2 separate regions of the Triticum aestivum genome follow, and region 2 is linked to region 1. Evidence: chromatin contacts called from public Hi-C data. All regions are on one chromosome and are shown on one strand. The core of a region is the stretch at or near the end of the contact, and the rest is flanking DNA. Distances in the headings are between cores, read along the strand shown. Region 1 holds the start of LOC123108303 (sorcin). Region 2 holds the start of LOC123105814 (probable signal recognition particle 43 kDa protein, chloroplastic).

The links. A called contact is a pair of places that touch in the nucleus more often than the background predicts.
Region 2: a contact with region 1 is called in a Hi-C map of leaf, with 3 times the contacts expected there. The contact joins the promoter of LOC123105814 here to the promoter of LOC123108303 in region 1. A contact is called at or near these places in 3 of 5 Hi-C or Micro-C datasets (leaf and root) and 1 of 1 datasets of contacts at active chromatin or transcription factors (leaf).

The regions. Positions count from the first base shown.
Region 1 is chr5A:667,173,131-667,178,237 of IWGSC CS RefSeq v2.1, forward strand. LOC123108303 (sorcin) reads left to right here and starts at 3,126. Exons shown (of 10, transcript XM_044530126.1): 1 at 3,126-3,314; 2 at 3,404-3,462; 3 at 3,585-3,625; 4 at 3,753-3,784; 5 at 4,292-4,320; 6 at 4,491-4,527; 7 at 4,629-4,685. The coding sequence starts at 3,231. It overlaps LOC123105811 (a long non-coding RNA gene), which reads left to right. Exons shown (of 3, transcript XR_006451008.1): 3 at 344-629.
Region 2 is chr5A:667,336,988-667,342,009 of IWGSC CS RefSeq v2.1, forward strand. LOC123105814 (probable signal recognition particle 43 kDa protein, chloroplastic) reads right to left here and starts at 1,494. Exons shown (of 1, transcript XM_044527963.1): 1 at 83-1,494. The coding sequence starts at 1,409. The coding sequence ends at 234.

The DNA of each region.
Region 1 (5,107 bases), core at 1,876-4,375:
TGAAAATCCTTTCTTTTTCAGTTATATATTAGAATGGAATTTGTACGGCTTGGACTGCATTTTCACAATCAATATGGTGTGTTCAAGTAGTGTAAATTGTTTAACTTGCTTTTTGGCCAGTATCCCGATATATGTGGATGTATCGTTGCTTTTTACAATCAATTTGTAATGTTGCTTAATGTACCGTTTGGTCTGCTTTTTTGGTCTGTATCCCTGAATCGACGCCCTTAAGCTCCTGTTGATTTCTATAATTCATGAGCACATATGAGCATCAAAAGAAAATATCCCATGATGAAACGTGAGCAAGTCTTGGTGAATGAACTGATATTTTCATGCATTACAGGTGAAGCAAAAAAAAATCAAGCTTTATAAGCTCCGCGGCCTCAAGGCCAATCCCCAGGTTGATGCCACCGCTACTGACTTTGCCACATCCCTATTACAGTTTAATTTTTAATTTATTAGAGAAACTGGATCAGTGCTTGGGGCTGGTGTGCTACGGTTGGTTTAGGCATGTGTCCAACAAGGCGGCGGCCACTATAAGATACTCTCCTGAGTTAGGACGGGTTTCGAATTTGCTGCTATTATGAGAAAAAATAAGAGAGAAAGGAATGTGATTTTTGCTGCTACTATATGATGCTTTGTTGTTACTGTTTTCTGTTTATTGTATCGACTGTTTGTCGTGTGAACTACCCATCAGATTTAGGCTCGGATGATTCAGATAGGATGGAAGATGCGTAGGAATCGTCTGTGACATTCTCAATGAATTCGATCCCTCGCCGGCGAGCTTCATCATGTAAGACCTTTAGTAATTTCATTCAAATTTATCTAGCAACAATTGCATGACTCTAGACCTGAACAATTGCACCCTATGAAAAAAAGATTACACACAATGTGGGGTTGGTGTAGATGAGACAGGGGTGGGCCAACAATCATTACAGGTCGGTCGACCTGCCACAGGACCGGACATGTTCGAGAAAACTCAATCCGATGGCCGCATGTGTCGTGTCTTCTCTTTCGACCTAACTTGTTATGTGGACGTAGTTGGATTTTTATTTAGCTAATCTGTGCTTGCTGAAATTCTCATATGATGCATGCGTTCATGGATGAGAATGTGGATTAATTGATAAATTCAATGAAGAGTATATAGGGGAAGAATGTTTTATAAGATACGAGCCTTCTTTCCCTAAGGGTTGCTTGGTATTTCTGCTTTTTAATATTGATAACATAGGTGCATATTCTTCTTAAATCTGAAACATATGTGATCTTAAATTGTTTTGCATAATCTAGAATTTAGTTCATGGGCTCAGTTTGTACTTCGCCGTTCTGGTGAGAATAAGAGGTATTTTTAACTATATACTCACATATATTTGAGATAAACATGGGATTGTCAAAGTAGTCATGTAAAGCAGTGGTTACTCAATACAGTGGATAGTAAAAGTTCGTTTACACCGATATTAAGGATGGTACATGCATCAAGTGTAGATGATACAAGGATAGTGCCCACAATCATTACAAGTCCGTCAATAGACGAGGCTGCAGGAAAGAGCTCGCGAAAGTAGTGTGCTAAGTGTTATTACCAAGCTCGTCACCTTAGGATTCATCATTCATCGTGAATAGGCGGACAACTTGACCACCATCGGCGGTAGTGATGAGGAGGAAAAGCCGCAACGCTGATGGAGCGCTAGGGACATGTCATGATTTATTTTTCCCGTGGCAACGCACGGGCTCTTTTGCTAGTATATATATATATAATAATAATAATAATAATAATAATATAATAATAATAATAATAATAAACCGCGCATTGCTTCTGGTCGTACGTCACACATTTTTTCAAAAAAGCCCTTGTGTTTTCAGTAATTAAACCCGCCATCCTATTTTAAGTGGATTATAGGAGAAAACGTTTCGCTTATGCAAATAACACCCTGTAATTTGGTATTATTCAACGTCAGTCCGGTGAGGAAAACAGAGATGCAGACGGGATAGAGTGAATGCAAAGAGTAGTCCCGTTCACTGTCGCTCCCGCCGGCGACGACTGGCTTGCCCACGCGGCGGCCCACGCGAGCAAGGCCAAGGGACGGCCCAGACGGTCGATGGTGGCGCTGTCATCGTTGTCCTCACGCATGTAGACGAGGCAGTGGGGAGGGTGCCGGCGCTGGTCGCAGGGGAGGCCGAAGGGCGTGGACAAGCCAGATCCGGGACGCAGGACGGACACCGGCGGCTTGGGGACATGGATCCCGCAGATCTGAGCAGCGGCTGGCGAACTCGGAGGCGGCGGTGGCGTGAAGACAACCGTGGTGGTGGTGGCAGCAGCGGCGAGGCTCCTTGCGTGCTCCTTCTCATGGACAAGGGAAAAGAGAAAGAACTGAGAGGCAGAGGAGAGAGAAACGAGGGAGGAGGAGAGGCGCGTTGGAGCTCCGGTAGCGGGCGGCGTGCACGATGGATCGGGTGCTAAGAAAAGAAGGGAATCGGGGATGGGGAGAAGAAAGGTGTGGGGAAGAGACGAGAGGATGAGAGGAGGGGGCTGAGAAGATAAGGTCGGAGGGAAGAGCGGCCAAACGACACGCGTTGCCTGTGTGTGAGACGGCTGGTGCCCAAGCGCGGGCTGGAGACTCAAGGCTTGATTCTCGCCATGCAAAAAACGAGATTAAAGAAAGAAGTTAACTAACTTAGGAGGAATTAGCTAGAAAAAGGATTTTTTTTAACGAGAAAGCTACAAAAGGATTAAATGCTTGATTATGGCCGTTGCATTCATCTGTTTGCTTCTCCGTATCTACATGCACAATTGCACACGATTGACGAGCTTGGTTCTACATTTCCTTTTCATCTCGACGAAGTTGGATACATGCACAGGATTGATGGTTTTTGTTCCATTTTTTTTTCTTCTTTTATTTTCTTGATTAAAATTTTCAATCATTCGTACCCATTGTAACCCCATCTGTTTGTGTTGACAAAATAATCTCTGAGCGCTGCTGATTTCGGTTCATACGAGTGCATTTTATGTCAGACATTATAATTTTCGTGAGTTTTTGTTGTTCATCCGTTGCAACGCACGGGCCTTTTGCTAATTTTTTTTAATAAATTTAGCGAGGAAGTACATGTACGCGCATTACGTATTCTAGGTTCGAAGGCGGAAATTAACGAAGACGTAAACCTGCCAGTTTCCCACCTCCCTCCCCCCACGGCCCCACCCCACGGAAACGCTCTGGTCCGTCGCCGGAGAGGCGGAGATGGAGAACGCGGTGGTGCTCCGGGAGTGGTTCGACCGCGTCGACGCCGCCGGCACCGGCAACATCACGGCTCCTCAGCTCCAGGTTCTCCTTATCCCCTCGCCCCCCCTACTCGGAAGTGCCGGCGACCAGAATTCGACCACTAACCCGGAAATCCGCTCTCCTCCCGCCAGAGCGCGCTCGCCGTGGGCAACCTCGACTTCCCCCTCTCCGTCGTGCAGCAGATGATCAGGTCCTCCTCCACCTCCTCTGGCCGCCGGGGCTTTCAGCTTGTGCGCTCTGTCTAATTTATCCGATGACTCGAGCTCATTTGGGGATTGGGAGGGTCAATGATGTCTGTACTGTACTGTGCAGGATGTATGACTTCGATCGGAACGGCACCATGAGCTTCGAAGGTTAGCCGCTCATATCCGCATGAACTCTGCTACTCTAGGGAAAGTTGACCATTGACTCCATGCTGTGATCACTTGGAAAGATGATCTGATTTTGACCTCGCTTGCTGTATCCCTTTGTACTTTGCAGAGTTTTTGGCTCTTAACAAGTTCCTTCAGAAGGTACTCCCTCCTTCCATCTATATAGGGCCTAATCATTTTTCGAGGCTAACTTTGACCAAGTGTTATAGTGATAATATATGACATGCAAGTTACACAAAGCATACAGTCAAATTCGTACGTGAAAGGAGCTTCCAATGATATAATTTTCACATTATACATTTCATGTATTATTAGTCTTATGAATAGTCAAAGGCGGTCTTGAAAAACACATTAGGCCCTATATAGATGGAAGGAGGGAGTATGTGGGGTCTCCATTTCGATCTGCTCGGCATTCAGGATTAGTCACTGGCATGCACATTTGTTTTTCCTTGTCGAAAAATTGATAGTATTGTGGCCATGGCATTTGAAGTTTGGTTAAATGAATTGTTAAGTAAGTTGGCCTGCTATTCTGTATAATATATGTTACACTACATTTGAGAGGAGTGAGCTTCACTGTAATGCATTCCTATTTCCATGCTTCCTGTTTGACTTGATCGTTTATATGCACTGCTCCTTTTCAATTTGCAGGTGCAGGGTGTCTTCTCCACCCTAGAAAGGTATCATGTCTCATGAGTTTGTAGCCATGTGCGGCATTCATAAATTGTTCAAATGCCACCCTAAACTTTGTTACAGTTTGTATTTTTCTTGACTTTAGGTGTTCAGTTTGTTTGTGCGTGTGTTTTCAGATATCATTCTTGTACTTTTCTTATCCTCTCCTTAATTTCAGGGGTCGTGGATTTCTCAGCCTTGAGGATGTGTATGAGGTGATATGTTAATTTCTCTAGTTTTGAGATGTACTGTCAACTGTGTCCCATATGAGCAACATTACATGGATTTTTTTTAATTCCCTCCATGTTCTATACAGGCACTAATCAAACTCGGTTTCTCGTTGGATTCACCTGCCTTCTACACTGTCTGTGAGGTACTTCACTTTCACTGCTACTGCATGGTTTATCCTAGGATTATTCATGTCTAGCTTTAGAGGCTCTCCCAGAAGGCATCATGAGCTTGTGATTAACTATTGCAGTGATACATTTGAAGGGTGAACCTGTCCAAATTTAAAACTTGAGATGTTATTTATCCTAAGATGCCTTTTCTTGCAAATTGGAGCATCTAGGTGTAAAACTAGTGTTCGTCGATCGCCCGTTGTTGCTGTTCAGAAAACCAGTGTTGGTCGTTGAAGTACTAAGATGAGTTATATGATCATGGGTTTTCATATTTGAGCTTGAAATGGGTCATGCAACTGAGAAAATGTAGGTGGAAACTGAAGTCAACAGTGAATATAAAATGAAGAATATGCAGTATATCCCTGTAAAAAAAAACTTGCAGTATGACAGAACTTGA
Region 2 (5,022 bases), core at 244-2,743, 160 kb after region 1:
AGAATTTGGATCCTGATGGGTTAGAAATACCACGACCCTTCTAACCATCCTATCACAAATTGGTTGGCTCTCTTCACCGTGATTGTTTAAGATTGCAATGTCTCAATCTCATGAGAATGTTTTCTTAATTAATAATCACACAAAAATCTCTTCGATCGCTAATGATACATACTGCGACGTTCCATCGACACGACAAAAACGAAGAGCGAACCGAGCACGATCGACGGCCGCCGTCACCCGGCAAATGTCTCCGCCGGCGGTGCGGCGCCACCGTTCCCCGACTGCTGCCGCTCGAACTCCTGCACGAGCTCGGCGTCCACGTTCTCCGCGGGCTCCCACGTCGCCTCCTCAATGTCCACCCACTTGACGAGGTACTCCCACTTGCCGTCCCCGTCGCCGTCCGCCGCCTGCCTCCTGTCCACGACGGCCTCCGCGACGCCGTACTCCAGCCCGGCCTCGAAGTCCTTCACCAGGTCCTCCGCCACCCACGGCGCTTTCACCCACTCCCGGTCGCCGCCGTCGCGCCACTCCACCAGGTACTCCCGCCACTTGCCCTCGCCGCGCCCGTCCACCACCTTCTCCACCTCGCCCCACTCGTACACGGCCTTCTCCAGCTCCTTCGCCGCCGCCTCGAGCGCTTGGCGCCGTTCGAACGCCGCTGGCACGCCCTTGGGCGTCGCAGCCAGCACCTCCTGCACGAGCTCCAGGGGCGTCCGGCCCTTCCCGTCGGGGCCCTCCGCGTCGGCGCCCAGCTCCAGCAGCGCGCGCACGCCCGTCGCCCGGCCGTACCCCGCCGCGATGTGCAGCGGCGTCAGCCCTCCGCCGGCGCGCTCCGCGTGGCCCACGTCCGCCCCCGCCTCCGCGAGCAAGCGCAGGCACTCCTCCGACCCGAGCCCCGCGGCGAAGTGCATCGCCGTGCGCCCCTGCGCGTCCTCGGCGTTCGGGTCCCGCCGCAGCGCCTCGTCCGCCAGCAGCGCGCCCAGCGCATCCACATCGGCCTTCTTGGCGGCATCCCACCACGGCGTCTCGTACTCCGCCACCACGTCCGCGGCTATCGCCTCCGACGGGATCCAGGTCGGCTCGTGCCCGTCTTTCCACTCGACGAGGTATTCCGTGGCGGTGACGGTGGTGGCCGAGCCGTCCTCCGCGAACACCGCGTTCTTGACGGTTCGGCTGGAGACGATGCGGTCCACCTCTCCGTACCCCTCCTCGTCTTCTTCATCGCCCCCCTTGCTTGTTGCCGCGGTTCTTGGGTTGGTCTGGTCCTGGAACAGCGCGGCGGCGGCGAGGCGGCGCTTGGGGACGCGGGGACGGCGAGGGACGGTGATGGAGAGGTACTGGGTTCTGTGAGCAGCTGGGTTGGGGGCTTTGAGGCGGGAAAGGGATGGATGTCGCAGGACGGCCTCCATTGGGGCGGGAGGAGGCTTGTGGCCGGTGACTGATGCGCGCGTGTGGAGGAGGAAGATGATGGGTCTGGTTGAGAGGATAAGGCGATCGAATAAGTTTTTCTACCGGTGGCGGGATGTACCGGTGATGAATCTACCACAAACATTGCTTTGAGATTGGTATGGCTGGTAGACCCCACTATGCTTTTGTTTCTCCTTCTTAGCAATACGAATCTTATACAAACACATATACAAGGTTGGGCGAGGTCCACAGCAGTACCTTTTGTCAGGTGGCAGGGTGAGAGATTGAGCAGATGAACGAGCTGCATGCACGTACTAAATACTTACACTTTATTTTCCATGCCATATTTTAAAAGGTTGATAACTTTTGAACTAAATATCCAGTTTTGAAATATTTTATATTTTTGAATTCAGCACGACAAGACCTTTAAAACAAGATCAATCTTGGATGCACTTTGGCTAGTTTGAATTTTACTGTTTCACTCATTTTAGAGAAAGCATTTCAGTCAATTTCACATTTCACTAGTTTTGGAAAACCTTCCAGTCAGTTTCACATTTCACTAGATTCAGAAAACACATTACAACCATTTACAAATGATAGATTTCACTCATTTTAGAAAACACATTGCAATTATATAAAAAAAATTAAAAATAAAACTATAGATTAAAAGATATGCGTGATTGAAATTATCAAAGCGAAAACAAAATGCATGCGTGCTTCATAAGTACTTGTGTGTCAGGCAGAGATGGTCACGCATGCATGTCTCCTTCATCTGACATACCGGTCCTAGTGCAGAAAATACACTGCATGCAAATCTAGAGAAATGAGTGAAATACATCTCCCGTATATGAGTGCTTATGTGATGTCATATGCTGATTGGCTAGCTGGTTGCCGGTACATCCCGGCACCGGTAAAAAGAGCTTTGCGATAAGGCGATGCGGTTCTGAATTTTCCAGGAAAATCTGAGCTGTTCATCGTGCAATGAACGGTAGAGATAGTTTGTTAATTATCTTAAGTATTTTCAGCTTGAAGCTGTAGCCTAGTGGCAAGGGTGGGCAGTGGCGCACCCTGCAGCCAGGGTTCGAATCCTATCAGGGTGATAATGTCCATGGATCTCATTTTTTACAACAATCGGAGCGTGCGTGGGTTGCGGCGGTGCCGCCAGTGTCACAGCAGGGTGTGTGTCGCTCGTAGCAGCAGGTCTCCAGCTTGTTGGATTTGCCTCGGCTGAAGGCCACGTTGTAGCACCGCCAGTGTCACAGCAGGGTGTGTGTCGCTCGTAGCAGCAGGTCTCCAGCTTGTTGGATTTGCCTCGGCTGAAGGCCACGTTGTAGCATCAGTCTTTGGCTTTCAGCGCCGCCCACGAGGGGGGGGGGGCACACCAATACGCAATCCTCTCCAACCTTGTCGTTGCAGCATTGGTGGTTTCACTGGCGGAGGCCTCCGGTGGGCAAGGTATGGCAGCCGCCATACCTTAATTTTGAGCAAAACAAAATTGTATACGTACCTATGTATCTTACGGTTGCCTCGCTCGTTTGTTTTGACCGCTGGCAGTTTTACGCTAAAGAAAGAGATGGGCCGACGCATCCAGCTAATTGGGCCAAGAATCGGTCGAGGCCACGCACGACTCGATCCAGCGCCCAAGCACGAAGCAGAGCACGACTCGATGTCTCGATCCAGCTCCACCTGCTAATTTTGCAAAAATACATATAGACACGGGAGTCGTAGCATAAAGAGGAGGCTCAGCGGCGGTGATCTGCCGTGATAGCCAGGGCATGTTCTTGGGAAGTTCTATTTTGATTATTGCCGGGGTATTTGATCCCGCAACTCTGGAGGCTATAGCCTGTCGAGAGGCTATCTCATTGGCGCGAGATCTTTAAGTCCAAAACTTTATCATATTGTCAGATTGAAAACAAGTGGCCAGTGATATCTTGAAAGGTAACCATTGGGCGTATGGGGCCATTATTAAGGAAATCAAGTCTAGATCAACTCCTTTTTCCTGTAGTTTTATTTCTAAAAGTCATGAAGTTAATTTTGAAGCTCGTAGGTTAGCTAAATATGCTCTTATTTTAGCTCAGGGGTGTCATTGTGTGGCTTGGCTAGCCACATGACCCAGCTTGCATCCAATATTCTGTGGAATTTTGATCAATAAAGTGGCTTTTATGCCTAAAAAAATGGGGTCGAGCACGCACAACCTGATTGAGACGCACACGCACTCGACCAGACACTTCACCCGACGGCCGACGCGACGGAAACCTAACGAGCGCGTTCTAGACGCCATTGAAAGCTTGATTATCGGTATGTTTTAGGTTATTTTTCTATTGAAACATGTCTACATTTTCATTGTATTTGGTTTTTCGTTTGTAGTGTGTTTATAGTGTGTATTGACTCTTTTGATTTGCATCAAAAAAGTTCTTTCCTTAAGACTTCGCCACACCTTAAATTTTTTTCGTCCTCCGCCACTGAGTGGCTTGCTTTCAACATGCACGGCGGGGTGCATTCGTCATTGTAGCATAGACACTTGTTTTGCAGCACTAGCGTCGGCGAGCCTTGCGCGCCCCGTTGCTAGTTTGCTAAAGAGGCGGTGCGTGCAATAGTAATGCAATGCAATGACGACATGCTTTGCAGCAATGGACCGTTACGTGCATCTACTATGGTAGTGCAGTGGGTGTTGCAGCGGTAGTACCCCCATGTGGTGGGTGGTGGTGAGCTTGCAACATCTGTCGGTAAGGACGAGATGGACTGAGATAGAGGAGTGATGTGTGGTCGAGAAAAGAGGAGAGGGCGGGGATCCACAATTTACGATGGCGATGTGGCCTCGCAACATCGGCGTGACAGCACAACTTCAGAGCAAAGCTTGACAACAGCGAAGAATTAGTGTTGGGGAAATGATGTGTTAGAGGAAGAAAATGACTGGTCGAGGGGAAAAAATCGTGTGAATGAGAACATTCAACTTGGGGTAAAGTGGAGACAGGGGGACTGTGTGTGGGCCTGGAAGAGTCACGTCGCACACGTGAGAGTGGCTAATGAAGAACCCGCATCAATCGGGTGAAAACAACAGATTTCCTTTATTCATTTTGGCAAGATCCGAGTCCAAACATGGATGGATACAATTCGGCGGTATACAAAACCAGATTATACAACACGTCCCTGCAAGGACGGCGCCATGGTGGTCCCCAAGAACCCCTCCTCCTCCTTTTATCTCCTGGTTTGGACATAGCGAGGTTCAAGTTTTCCTTCACCCACCCCTCCTTTGGTGGTCTCTGGGGCTCCCTTGTCGGCACACTGATATGCATCGATGGTTTACCAAACATGGACTTTGTGCCACGTTGTAACCGGTGTGACTAAGTGCTACAACCATCAATGGCGGATAGTGCGACCGGTGAGACTACGTGCTACGAACAATGAGGGCAGATATTGCGATTTGTGAGACATGTTGCAACCAGTAGGAATATATGTTGCAAATGGTGTGACAAAATGTTGTGAGGTCCTTTTTCTTTACTAGAGTTGTGAGGTCCATTGGACGGTGCTCAGTCCAGCACACATCTACATGCAAAAGTTCAACGGTTGAGCAATCAGCAGACACTTAGACTTAACAAGCCCGTATTATTTTTC